Regions from separate parts of the Mus musculus genome. Here region 2 is linked to region 1. Evidence: chromatin contacts called from public HiChIP or PLAC-seq data. All regions are on one chromosome and are shown on one strand. The core of a region is the stretch at or near the end of the contact, and the rest is flanking DNA. Distances in the headings are between cores, read along the strand shown.

What was found. HiChIP or PLAC-seq counts read pairs in DNA pulled down with a chosen protein or histone mark.
Region 2: an H3K4me3 HiChIP or PLAC-seq map of bone marrow-derived macrophages shows a contact between it and region 1, with 2.3 times the contacts expected there. The contact joins two enhancer-like sites. A contact is called at or near these places in 10 of 484 Hi-C or Micro-C datasets (the HPC-5 cell line, the N1E-115 cell line, cerebellum and 5 more), 3 of 115 datasets of contacts at active chromatin or transcription factors (bone marrow-derived dendritic cells, bone marrow-derived macrophages and neural progenitor cells) and 3 of 9 other capture datasets (adipose tissue, liver and pancreatic islet).

What each region holds. Positions count from the first base shown.
Region 1 is chr17:81,548,321-81,553,399 of GRCm38.p6, reverse strand. The region is part of intron 2 of Slc8a1 (solute carrier family 8 (sodium/calcium exchanger), member 1); the gene reads left to right. Among named protein-coding and RNA genes, the nearest start is that of Slc8a1, 190 kb to the left of the region's middle. Within about 2 kb of position 1,374, at least 28 of the 459 cell types and tissues checked have an H3K27ac peak or open chromatin away from gene starts, as enhancers often do. A contact at or near this core is called in bone marrow-derived macrophages, where this site is marked.
Region 2 is chr17:81,663,555-81,669,369 of GRCm38.p6, reverse strand. The region is part of intron 1 of Slc8a1 (solute carrier family 8 (sodium/calcium exchanger), member 1); the gene reads left to right. Among named protein-coding and RNA genes, the nearest start is that of Slc8a1, 72 kb to the left of the region's middle. Within about 2 kb of position 4,254, at least 13 of the 459 cell types and tissues checked have an H3K27ac peak or open chromatin away from gene starts, as enhancers often do. A contact at or near this core is called in bone marrow-derived macrophages, where this site is marked.

The sequences.
Region 1 (5,079 bases), core at 125-2,624:
TGTCTAGCTTCCTCTAGGGGGCTCTGACTTCGTGGTTCTGAGATAACATGGATAAGAATATTTGGGTCTATGTCTCTTAAAAATGCTAACACATGTTAGAGTTCAAAAAATCATACTTTGGTAATTTTGATATTTTTAAAACTTTCCTCACCTGTTCATTTCTGGCCAATTCACTTGACCTGCTTAAGATAGAAAGAAAATTATCATTTTTTTTTTCTGTGTCATGATACTGGTTCTGTGTCTTCATTTTAGTTGCCTATTTCCCATCTACATCCCATGATTCTGTTAGATGAAATCTTCACACTGTCAATGCCCACTGAATAGCCACAGAAACTTTACCACAGGACCTAGATCCCACTGCAGGTAGCAGAACAAAGCCAACATCAGGTCTCACAGTGTCATGAAAATACATTGTGAATCTCAAAAACTGAAGAAATATCACAAAAATTCCCAGTCTAATGCCACCATGATTTTCATATTCATAGAGTTCTCTTAAGTTAGGACCACCTAGGTAGTAGACATATTATTTATGAAATACTATAATCTAATTATATATTTATTTGGTTTTGTTTTAAAAATGTTTTTTAAAAACTGATGCAGTGTAATATTTCAAATGTTCTTGGTTTTTGTTTTCAGTACTTTCTTCTGATATTGCAGACATGCAGTATGAATGTCCTCAGGTTTTTAATCATTTAATCAATTTGTGAGTACATAGTGCTGTAGGCTTTTTGAATAAATTTCACTTATAGGTTTTTGCTTTTTTGGTCACTACTCAGTCAGTGATTTGTTGACATAAGTCAGAATACTACTCTAGCCTAAGTCCAAACAGCCATTTCCTTAACTCAGAAAAAAAATAGGGACCATAAAATGAATTTGATTACATGTGATGTATATGGCTTATTTTATTACCATGGCCTTACATAAATGGAAGAATGGCAATCACTTGCTACCTTCAGCCTTGCATAATCTCCAGGTAAGCTCAAAACAGAAAGCCAGGGAGCAGTGTCTCACTGAGCAGAGGACTCTTTCTGCCCAGGAAAGCTCCAGAGAAGCTGAACTTTTAACCAGTGTACAACTTTAAATTTAGGAGCTTTATTTCTGTTACTGATACTGCTAGTAATGTCTACTTGGCTAAACAGCTGAGCACTGCTGCCTCTGAGCTGAATGTGTGTAGGAGGAGACATAAATAAATAAATGAGCCCCGATGAACATTGTACAGCTTGGGGATAGTATAAAGAGTTTCAAGGGGCTCCAGAGGTCTAAATCTTACAATGTGACCTGCCCCTCCCAGTCCTTGCCTCGGGTGCTGTTCCAGTACTGGATAATGCATAAAAGCAGAATGCAGAAGTGGGTATTTTGCGTGTCAGCTGTGTTAGGGCCTTGCATTTACAGCAAAACCCACATCTGCAGACCAGCTCAGGGAAGTTCTGAAAAGATGCAAGGGTGACGGGGAACCCATAAAAATTCTATCGGGCAGATTTCCGCAGGAAGGAATCACCACAGAGCTACTATATCACTGTGAGAACTTTGTAGTTTTCTCTTCCTTCCGAAGCATCACATGGGTACTCGATACAAACTCAGAGTTATCAGCTCACATACCCTCAGCCCAGAGAGACTGAGACAGGGACTCTAAAGGTGGGATCTGACAATCTGATCATCTCAGACCTCAGGGCATTCCTGGAAGCTTGATTTTTGAAATGATTCCTAGTGTGTGAAGGAACTTTGAAAAAAAAAAACATTAAATAGGACATTTGAGCTACTCCTAAAGACTTTGCATTAAAGTAAAGGGGTGACATCCTGAGGATTCCAGGATTGAGTCACTTGCAGGGAGCCCGAGAATGACACATTTGTGTTCTGACCCTCAGAGTGCGATAGCATCTATTGTCAGAGTGGTCACAAAATGCCATCACCCAAGAGCAACCTAGGACTTAAAAAAAAGAATCTAATGAATGTTTAGCAGTCACAGAAGCTAATACAAACAGCCTGTGAAGGCTCAAGTTCACAGGACCCCTCAGTGATCATACAGATCTCTTCCGAGCCGACGTGAAGAAGACATGGCCTTTCACAGTGTTGACTCGAAGGCATTTGGAATAGGCCAGGAGACACACCTCTCTCTGAGGCTGTTTCCGGAGAGACTTAGCTGAAGTGGAAAGACCCACATTAAACATGAATGGTGATAGCCTGTAGGCTGGAGTCCAACCAAATAAAAGAACAGAAAGCCTGACGTGCACTGCACTTGTCTCCGTAGATCCTGATTGAGGATGCAGTGTGAACAGATACCTGTCCCTGCCAGGGTGGACTCTATGCCTTGGCAGCGATTAGAACTTACTTTTATCAACTGTACTTTATGGCTTAGGAATGGGCTTTATTGCCATTAAGATGGTGATAATGTCCACAGTGGTGGTAATAAGGGTAATACTTGTGGAGGGTTTGTTCCATAACAGGCACTAAGTAAGTAAGTACTTTAAATGTGTATGCTAAGGTCACTCACTATAAATTAGGCACTGTTGTTACTTATGTCATTGAGGAAAGGAAAGCCAAGGACACTTAAGTATTATGTCCCAAACCAGGCTAACAGTTTATTGGAGGAGCTGTCATATAGACTCAAACAGTCTAGCTTGACGACTACTGCATAGCCATGCATAGCACACCTTAGTATTTAGATACAGTTTGATTCAAAGATAGAACAGAGAAACAAGCATCTCTAAGTCTGAAAGCATTGGCTGCTAGACATGTTTTCACCTTCCCAGGATTTTGTTCCCTCAAAGCTCCCACTTCTCATCCTTGATTGATCACGTGTCCATTCCCGACCAATAAAACCAATGATTGATGTATTAAGTTACCTGCTTCAACCTCTTAGCTTGGTACATGGTGTGTTGCTTTCTCTGGGAGTGTCACATGTTTGTGTGTTTGTTTGGAGCACAGCATTGGACAGTCCAGCACTGTAGTTTAATGCCAAATATCACTCAAGTGCTGGGATTAAAGGCGTGCCCCACCACGCCCAGCTTGAATTTTTTTCTTATATGACCTATGAAACCATTAGATGCTTGTCATAGTTTCAAATGTCTATGTGGCTATTAAACTGACAGAAATAGAAATATTTTTCATTCATTGCTGTCTCTGCATTCATACTATTTCAAACGATAAAAAAATTGAAGAACAGAAAATATCTGTTGTAAATCATTTCAACTCAAATTTTGTCATCATGCGAAAGCAAAACTACCTGTGATCTTAATAAAAGAAAAGACAAGTGGACTTTCACACACACACACACACACACACACACACACACACACACACACACATTTCACCTGGGCTAGAGAAATAGTGCAGTAGTCAAGAATCCATACTGCTCCTGCAGATAACCAGAGTTAAGTTCCCAGGACTAAACTTGTGCAGCTCACAACCACCTGTCCCTCCAGCTGCAGGGCATGCAATGCCTTCCTCCAGCTTCTGCACAGAGCCAACTATACAAATCATTAAAAAAAAAGAAAACACATCATAAGCATGTGACAATATTCCATATTCATGTGCACTATGGACATTAGTAGGGAAAAATGAATTCTTCCTATTATCTTTTGGAATCTCTGTCAGTTTCTTTGCACTGGAGACACACGGATGGCTTTGTCCTAAATATAAGTCAAATGGTTTTGCTCATTGTGGATTACTTTTCCCACCCCCATTTAAGTAGTAAATCGACTCCCCTCTCTCTTTATAGTCTTAAACTCTGAAGGGAAGTAGAGAGTAGTGCAGAATTAGACTTGTTTAAATAGGTCCTGGCTCCTAGCTGAAAATATTTGTATTGATTAAGTCAGAACAAGCTAGCATCTCCTTCTGCAGCGTGTGCACCTCATCTTCCAGTCCGGGGCGCCTCCAAAAGCTGTCCTGACAGCAGTCCTCAGGTTGGTGCCTCTGAGAAACAAGATGCTATATGTTGTTTCAATGGAACATTTGTTGATACCCAAAGTATCAAATATTCGCTATACATTAAATCGTCTTGGGGGCCAGGGCACTTGCATTGGTTTGGTGGTGGGATCAGGTTCTTGTATGATACAGCCCAGTGAGAAGGATGGTTTGTTGGCAGCCTTTGGTTATTCCCACCCTTTTGTTTCTTAATGAATCATAACTGAGCCAAGGGAAATGGAGAAGTAAGGAGAGCGTCAGGTCAGGTCATATCTCTGGGACCTGTTACCTGGAAACGAGCTTTTAAAAGTGATCACTGCCCAGCTTTAATAGATGAGGATTCTCGAAGTTCACATCTGTTTTATTTTGACAGGTCCTTGGTTCTTCAAGTAGATATCATGATTTGGGGGAAATGTTTTGAGTTCCATGTAGATGTTAAAGAATCTGTTCCAATTCGGTCTCTTCTCTAAATCTTAATTCAGAACAAACCAAACCAGATTGGATTATATAGAAGCAAAGCAAGTGTAAGGGCTTTTGTCAATTGAAATTCGTATTCCTTTTCACTTCAGGGCAACCTGGTATCCTCGGGGCAGCAACCTTATCCTGAAAGTTTTGAGCAATATTAGGAAATTAATTTTTTGTCAAATTATTTTTTTGCTCAGTGCCTTGCTATGCAAATATGGACATTTGGTGACTAAAACAGAATTGAAAAAGAAGAGGGTTATCAGAAGCATAACACAAACTGATTTTAAGACATATTTATAGAGTAATTCTGATAGTGTGGCGGTGGCATGAACATAGAAATAACACGGACAATAAAATACAACAAAGTGTTTATCAGTTAATCCATTAATCCGATTTATGATGGGGCTTTTTGTATTTTTAATATTGTAGTGCTGAGCATGCTCAGTAAGCACACAATTGAGTCACACCTCAAGGTCCAACATTTATTTTCTTATTTATTTATTAAAATGCAAGAGCAATAAAAATGAAAATAAATGTTGATGGCTCTATAAAGTAATATAAAAATCTAAACAACAAAAGATTAGGAAGAAGATAGAGAAGAAAAATCTTTAGGAATTTAGGCAAAGATTTGTTGGACAGCTCAGCAGAAATACAATCTGTTTAAATTTTGATAAAAATCTAGACTTAAATGAAGAGACAGGCTAAAACAAA
Region 2 (5,815 bases), core at 3,005-5,504, 110 kb before region 1:
GATTCTGCACACACAGGCGTCTTTACCCAGAGATTCAAAGGGAACTTCACAGTCGCATTATTTGACACCGAGGCTATGGCTGGCTCTTGGGGAAATGGCCTGTGTTCTGAGATTCAAGGACCTCCTTCTTGGCTCCTCCTTCTTGAGGAAGAGGGAGGTCTTACAGCAGGTCAGGCAGAGAAACCAAATCTATCCTGGAGATGCCTTAAAAAATGCAACATATGTGCGTGCTTGCACCCCACCCCCCGGACACACACACACACACACACACACACACACGCGCGCGCGCACACACACACACTAGCCCTCCCCTGTAGACCCATAGATTCTGTCTAATGAATGACTTGCTTGCATTTCCTACTTTTCTTCCGAAATAGAGTGGCAGTGCTTGAGTGAAGAGCAGCAGTGATCCAGTTTAACAAAGCATTTTTGGGAGAGCATATGCATGCTGTCTGTGATCCTGGGCAGAAAGTCATGCTTTTTGTGTTAGGTATGGTTTTAACCCTCCCCACCCCACCCCCCTTTCCCCCTTAGCCTGGCTCCCTGAAAGGCACTCTCTGGCTCTCTGCTAGTCAGCCACTAGTGGTTGTGAACATAACAACACAAACTTTGTCCTGTTGGAGGTGTAAAGACTAAAACGAGGAAAAAAGGATATCAGTGGGAGGTGTAGTGGAAGAAGCTTTTTAAAAAAAAAATGACAGATGAGCTAAAGACAGTTCAGGCATCCTGGTCATGGAGCCAGCAGCTGAGGAGGAGGGGATTTCTGATCAGATCTGCTTCAAAGGACTGCCCGAGTACATCACATAGGAACAGCTGAACAACATCTACAGCCCAGGAGCTGCCTGCTGGGTGAAGATTTCTGAAGGGGGCTGTGGGGGAGTGAGGAGGGGGAGGCAACCTGGAGGAAATTCTGAAAGTATGCCCCACTAATACACACACACACACACACACACACACACACACACAAAGTACACACACACACACAAAGTACACACACACACACAAAGTACACACACACAAAGTACACACCACACACACACCTCCTCTCTTAGAGCTCTTCTGCAGAAAAAAAAAGGGGGAGTGGGAGTGGGATGAATCTAGATTCTTCATTCATTTGTTAAGAACAGAAAGCCGGAAGAAGGATGGCTGCCTTTTTAGGTTCCTCTTTCAAATCCTGTGTTACCAGGATTTTGCTCTCTGGGTTTGCTAAACTTGCTTAATTTGCGAAGGTTAGCCTGGTGTGTGAAAGCAGAAGGAAGGAAGGAAGAAAGGAAGGAGCCTGCTCCATCTTTGGGCTTGTGTGAGGGAGTTGGCAGTGAAGGACCACTGCTTTCAGTGAGATGGGCTTTCTTAAGCCATTTTACAAATTTCTGCCTGCTTCAATAAAGTGTTCCATTTGGATTTCTGGGCACTTTAAATAAGATCTACCCTATAAAGAGAGGCCTGCTCCCCCCTCCCCCTGCCCCGGTTTAAAATGGCTGTTGTGTTTTATTGGAAATGAACTGGGTCTCTAGAAAAAGAGTGAGAGGAAAGTGAAAAAAGGTGAAGAGAGATAAGCCATTATCCACTGCCACACTGACCAGAGGCAGCAAAGGATGCGAGTGTCCTCGGAGTGATCAGCCAGGGCTGGGAAGAGAGGAGTGAACTAAAGGCAGAGGTGGGCTGTGTGCTTCATGCTGCCTTACTTGTCTGCAGACCTTACTGTTGCTGCGTAAGAGTTTCCATAGTATCAGTGTGGATTTAGATTAAGAGATAGCTGGAAACTCTGTTGACTGTGACAGGGAAGGAAAGAGCATAGTACTGTGAGTGCTGTAACTCTAAATAAAAACAGGGAAGGAAGGTGAGGGATACCCTGAGGACTGAAGAATCCCGATCACCATAGCTGTTCTTTCAAGCTCACTGTGTTCTGAAACAATAAACTACGTTGAAAAGAGCGGCGGCATTTGTTAGTGAGCTATATTTAACATGTTTTTTATCGACGAAAATAGACTTTTATTTATCTTGCAAAGTAAACGCATGGTTCCTTCCCTCTTAGTGCTTAATCTCTGTCCTGGACAGAATAAATGATGAGAAGAACTCTGGGGCTTCTATAAATTGCATTCCTCCTTTAAAAAGAGAATGAACAGAAAAAAAAAACATTTTAAAAGACACAGCAGCATCAAGAAAGTATTTTGCCTTTGACTGTGAACATCACAGTTTTAGACTTAAGGGTGTTGTTTTCATGTTGCCATTCAAGGAGGCCAGTCTTTTCTCTCGGATGCCCAAGGTAGAGGGAGAAAGCTATGCAGGCAAGAAGCAGGTATAGGTATCAGCAAGGACAAGACTAGAATGGAAGTTAAATATAGAGTAAGACATGTTTAGAGAAGAGGATGTTACATCAGGTTGCGTGTTTCATATTCTTGAGCTGTTGTATATATGTTCCTTCCAGTCGTTGCTTTTGTTAAAAATTTCGTGGTTCAAGTGATAATCTCAGCTACTTAGGGATATGTGCCTTGTGTTTCAACATCATCCACTGCCATCCACACTTCATGATCCAATGTCTACTGCAAACCCCTTCTCCCCTGTGAGAACATTTACCCAGGAACCTATCTGACCAAATTCTACTGCTCCCTCTTGTGGCAAGTATTTTCCCTGACTTTCTCTAGATTCCAGGATGCTGTCTGGATTCCCCACTGTTCCTTTAACAGTCTACCTCTCCAGCTCTAATTCTCAGTAGCAACTAAGGCTAACCAGGCCAGTGGGTTACAACACTACCTGTTCCCACTTTTCCCTCTGAACAAAATGGTTCTGGCTCCTGGGAGATGTCTCTTAGATGTAGGGGAAGTAGATGTCAGGTGTTTTCCGACCCGTTGGGATAGACCAGACTCGGGAAATGTGAGCTTTCAGCTTTTGCCTTTGGGATTTTGATTTAAACTTAGGGCTAGTCCAGTGGGGCCTCATTAAATGCAGTAGGATTATTTCTCTCTCAATCTCTCTCTCTCTCTCTCTCTCTCTCTCTCTCTCTCTCTCTCTCTCTCTCTCTCTCCCTCTCTCTCCCTCTCCTCCCTCTCTTTCTCCTTCCTCTGGCAATCCCTCTCTTTCCCCTTCTCTATTCTTCCTCTCTCTTTCCTGCAGCCTCTAGCTTCTCATGTGTACATGTGCATCGTGTTGAAACTTTAAACTAACCATGGAGTAGTAGTGACAGCCCACTGTCTGATGTGGAGACTTCCAGGGTGAGTGCTTACTGTATGCTTTCACGGAAGGAGTTTAGAACACAAGTAGAGAGTGCCTTGATTTCACAGAGCTCACACTGCTCTCTTCCCTGGCAACTCTGTTTGGAATCTGATTGCTTCGCCCTCACATTTACACCTGTCCTTTGGTTTTTGGGTCCTTGGTGCTTCTAGTCCAGAATGCAACAAGAAGGTTCAAATTACAGGCATCCTTACTTCCTGCTCAGTTTTCAAAGAAGGAAGGGAATGTCCTGTCTGACAAGTGAAGCATGGAAACTCTTTTTGTGGCTGAGGGCTAGTGCATCATCTATAATAAGTTGTTTGAGTCTGGTAAAACATTCATGGGTTCAAAGCCTTTATCCACTGGCCAACATAGAATCTGAAACCATTAGTATGAAGGTCACTCATCTGAGTGAAGAATTCTGACCAAATCCCTAACAAAATGCAGAGGTATTGCTCAACAAAGAGGTACTATGTGTGAATCTACACAAACCATTAGTATATGTTAATATGTGAACATATACTATGTGTGAATCTACACAAGCCATTAGTATATGTCAATATGTGAACATATACTATGTGTGAATCTACACAAGCCATTAGTATATGTCAATATGTGAACATATACTGTGTGAATCTACACAAGCCATTAGTATATGTCAATATGTGAACATATACTATGTGTGAATCTACACAAGCCATTAGTATATGTCAATATGTGAACATATACTATGTGTGAATCTACACAAGCCATTAGTATATGTCAATATGTGAACATATACTGTGTGAATCTACACAAGCCATTAGTATATGTCAATATGTGAACATATACTATGTGTGAATCTACACAAGCCATTAGTATATGTCAATATGTGAACATATACTATGTGTGAATCTACACAAGCCATTAGTATATGTCGATTTGTGAATTTGAAAAGCTTTATGCAATCAGCTCTCAAAAAGTCCCGAGGACCTGGGACACAGCAAGACAAAGAGGAAGTGGAAGAGTTAAAACTGTGTTTCTGCCCACTGAATGCCCTCTTGAGACTGTTCTGATAGGGAAGCGTAGGGAGCCAAGGGCCTGGGAGCAGAGCTCTTGAATAAGAGGTCAGTCACCGGAGAGAAACCAGAAGCAGGCAAATGTGGATTCCTATACTAAGGTTTTACCCTGAAGCAACCTTTGGTTCTTTTCTTAAGAAGTTAGCCTTTGTAAGGCTTCTGAGAAATGGGCAAAGTATTTTCTCTAGAGCAGACTGACAGTCTCAAAATCCTGAAGGCGCTGTATTGTAACCTTTCCACCAGTCACCTAGACAACAGTTGCTCGATGCCAATTCAGATAAACAGTTCCCTGCACATTCAAGAGATCTTGGAAAAAATTAATGTCTCTATCAGAGGCTATCTTAAAAGATGGGATAATCACTCTGTAGATTCCATGCCATTGCAAACTAAGTTACAAATAATGTCTTTGCTGAATCTAATGTGAGATCAAGTCAAAACAGCAAGACAACCAGTGAGTGATTCACCACCTTCCACTAATCCAACCATGGTGTCTACTGAGCACTCAGGTTGTGTAAAAGACACATGGAAAGGCAAGCCATTTCACATTTGTTGAACACTTGTCATGTCATTATCTAGACAAGCTGGTATATATGTGTGTATGTGTGTGTGTGTGTGTGTGTGTGTGTGTGTGTGTATGTTTGTGTGCATGCATATGTATATGTATATATATGCACACATGCACACACATATGCATATATATACATATATATACATACATATACCTATTTGATGCTTCTAAGTGTCCAGCAAAGAAGCATAAAAATGCATTTAAAGGTGAAGACTATTGTGCAGTTGAATGACTTAGCTGTGGGTCAATAAAAGACTACAAAAGCCATGTTCTGGATTTAGTTCTTCTTGCCATGATCTCATAGATGAAATACCATGGCTGAGTAAGATAGGATCTGGACTGCAGAGGAAGGAGAAGCTTGGCCTCTGACCTCGTCGAGGAGAGGAAAGGGGATTTGGGGGTCATCACAAAGAGGTAAAGGGGTTTAGAAAACCAATAAGCTGAGTCATTTTGACCAAGTAAAACATGTTCTAAGCATTTTATGGCAAGGACAGCCATAGAACAATGTCATGAATGTCTCCATAGCACTTGATCTGCCCTGCACTCATTCAGGACTGTGTATGTACACTATAGAGTTGGGATCAATAGTAGCTTTCGGCATTTCCCAAATGCATTTTACACTGGAAGGTAAGATTCATCATGAAGTCACTGCAATGGTCAGAGGCAAGGAGAAAGGGTAGGCCACTAGTCAATGCACTTCTTGGTTTACTTTTTACTTGGTTTTAGAGATAAATTCTCACCATGGAGCCCAAGGGACTCCATACCCCTTGAAGTCTCCTACCTGTGCCTCCAGATTCCTGGGATTTTAGGTATGATGCTACACTGGGCATCCCTTGGTACACTTTAGGTAGTTTATTTATCATTGATGGCTCTCATGCATTCTCCTCTGCACACCTCACTAACACACAGGACTTAGGGCCTCTTTCTGGTTGTGTTCATTCCTTAGTATAGAGTATCCAAGCCTCATAGCAGGTTTCGG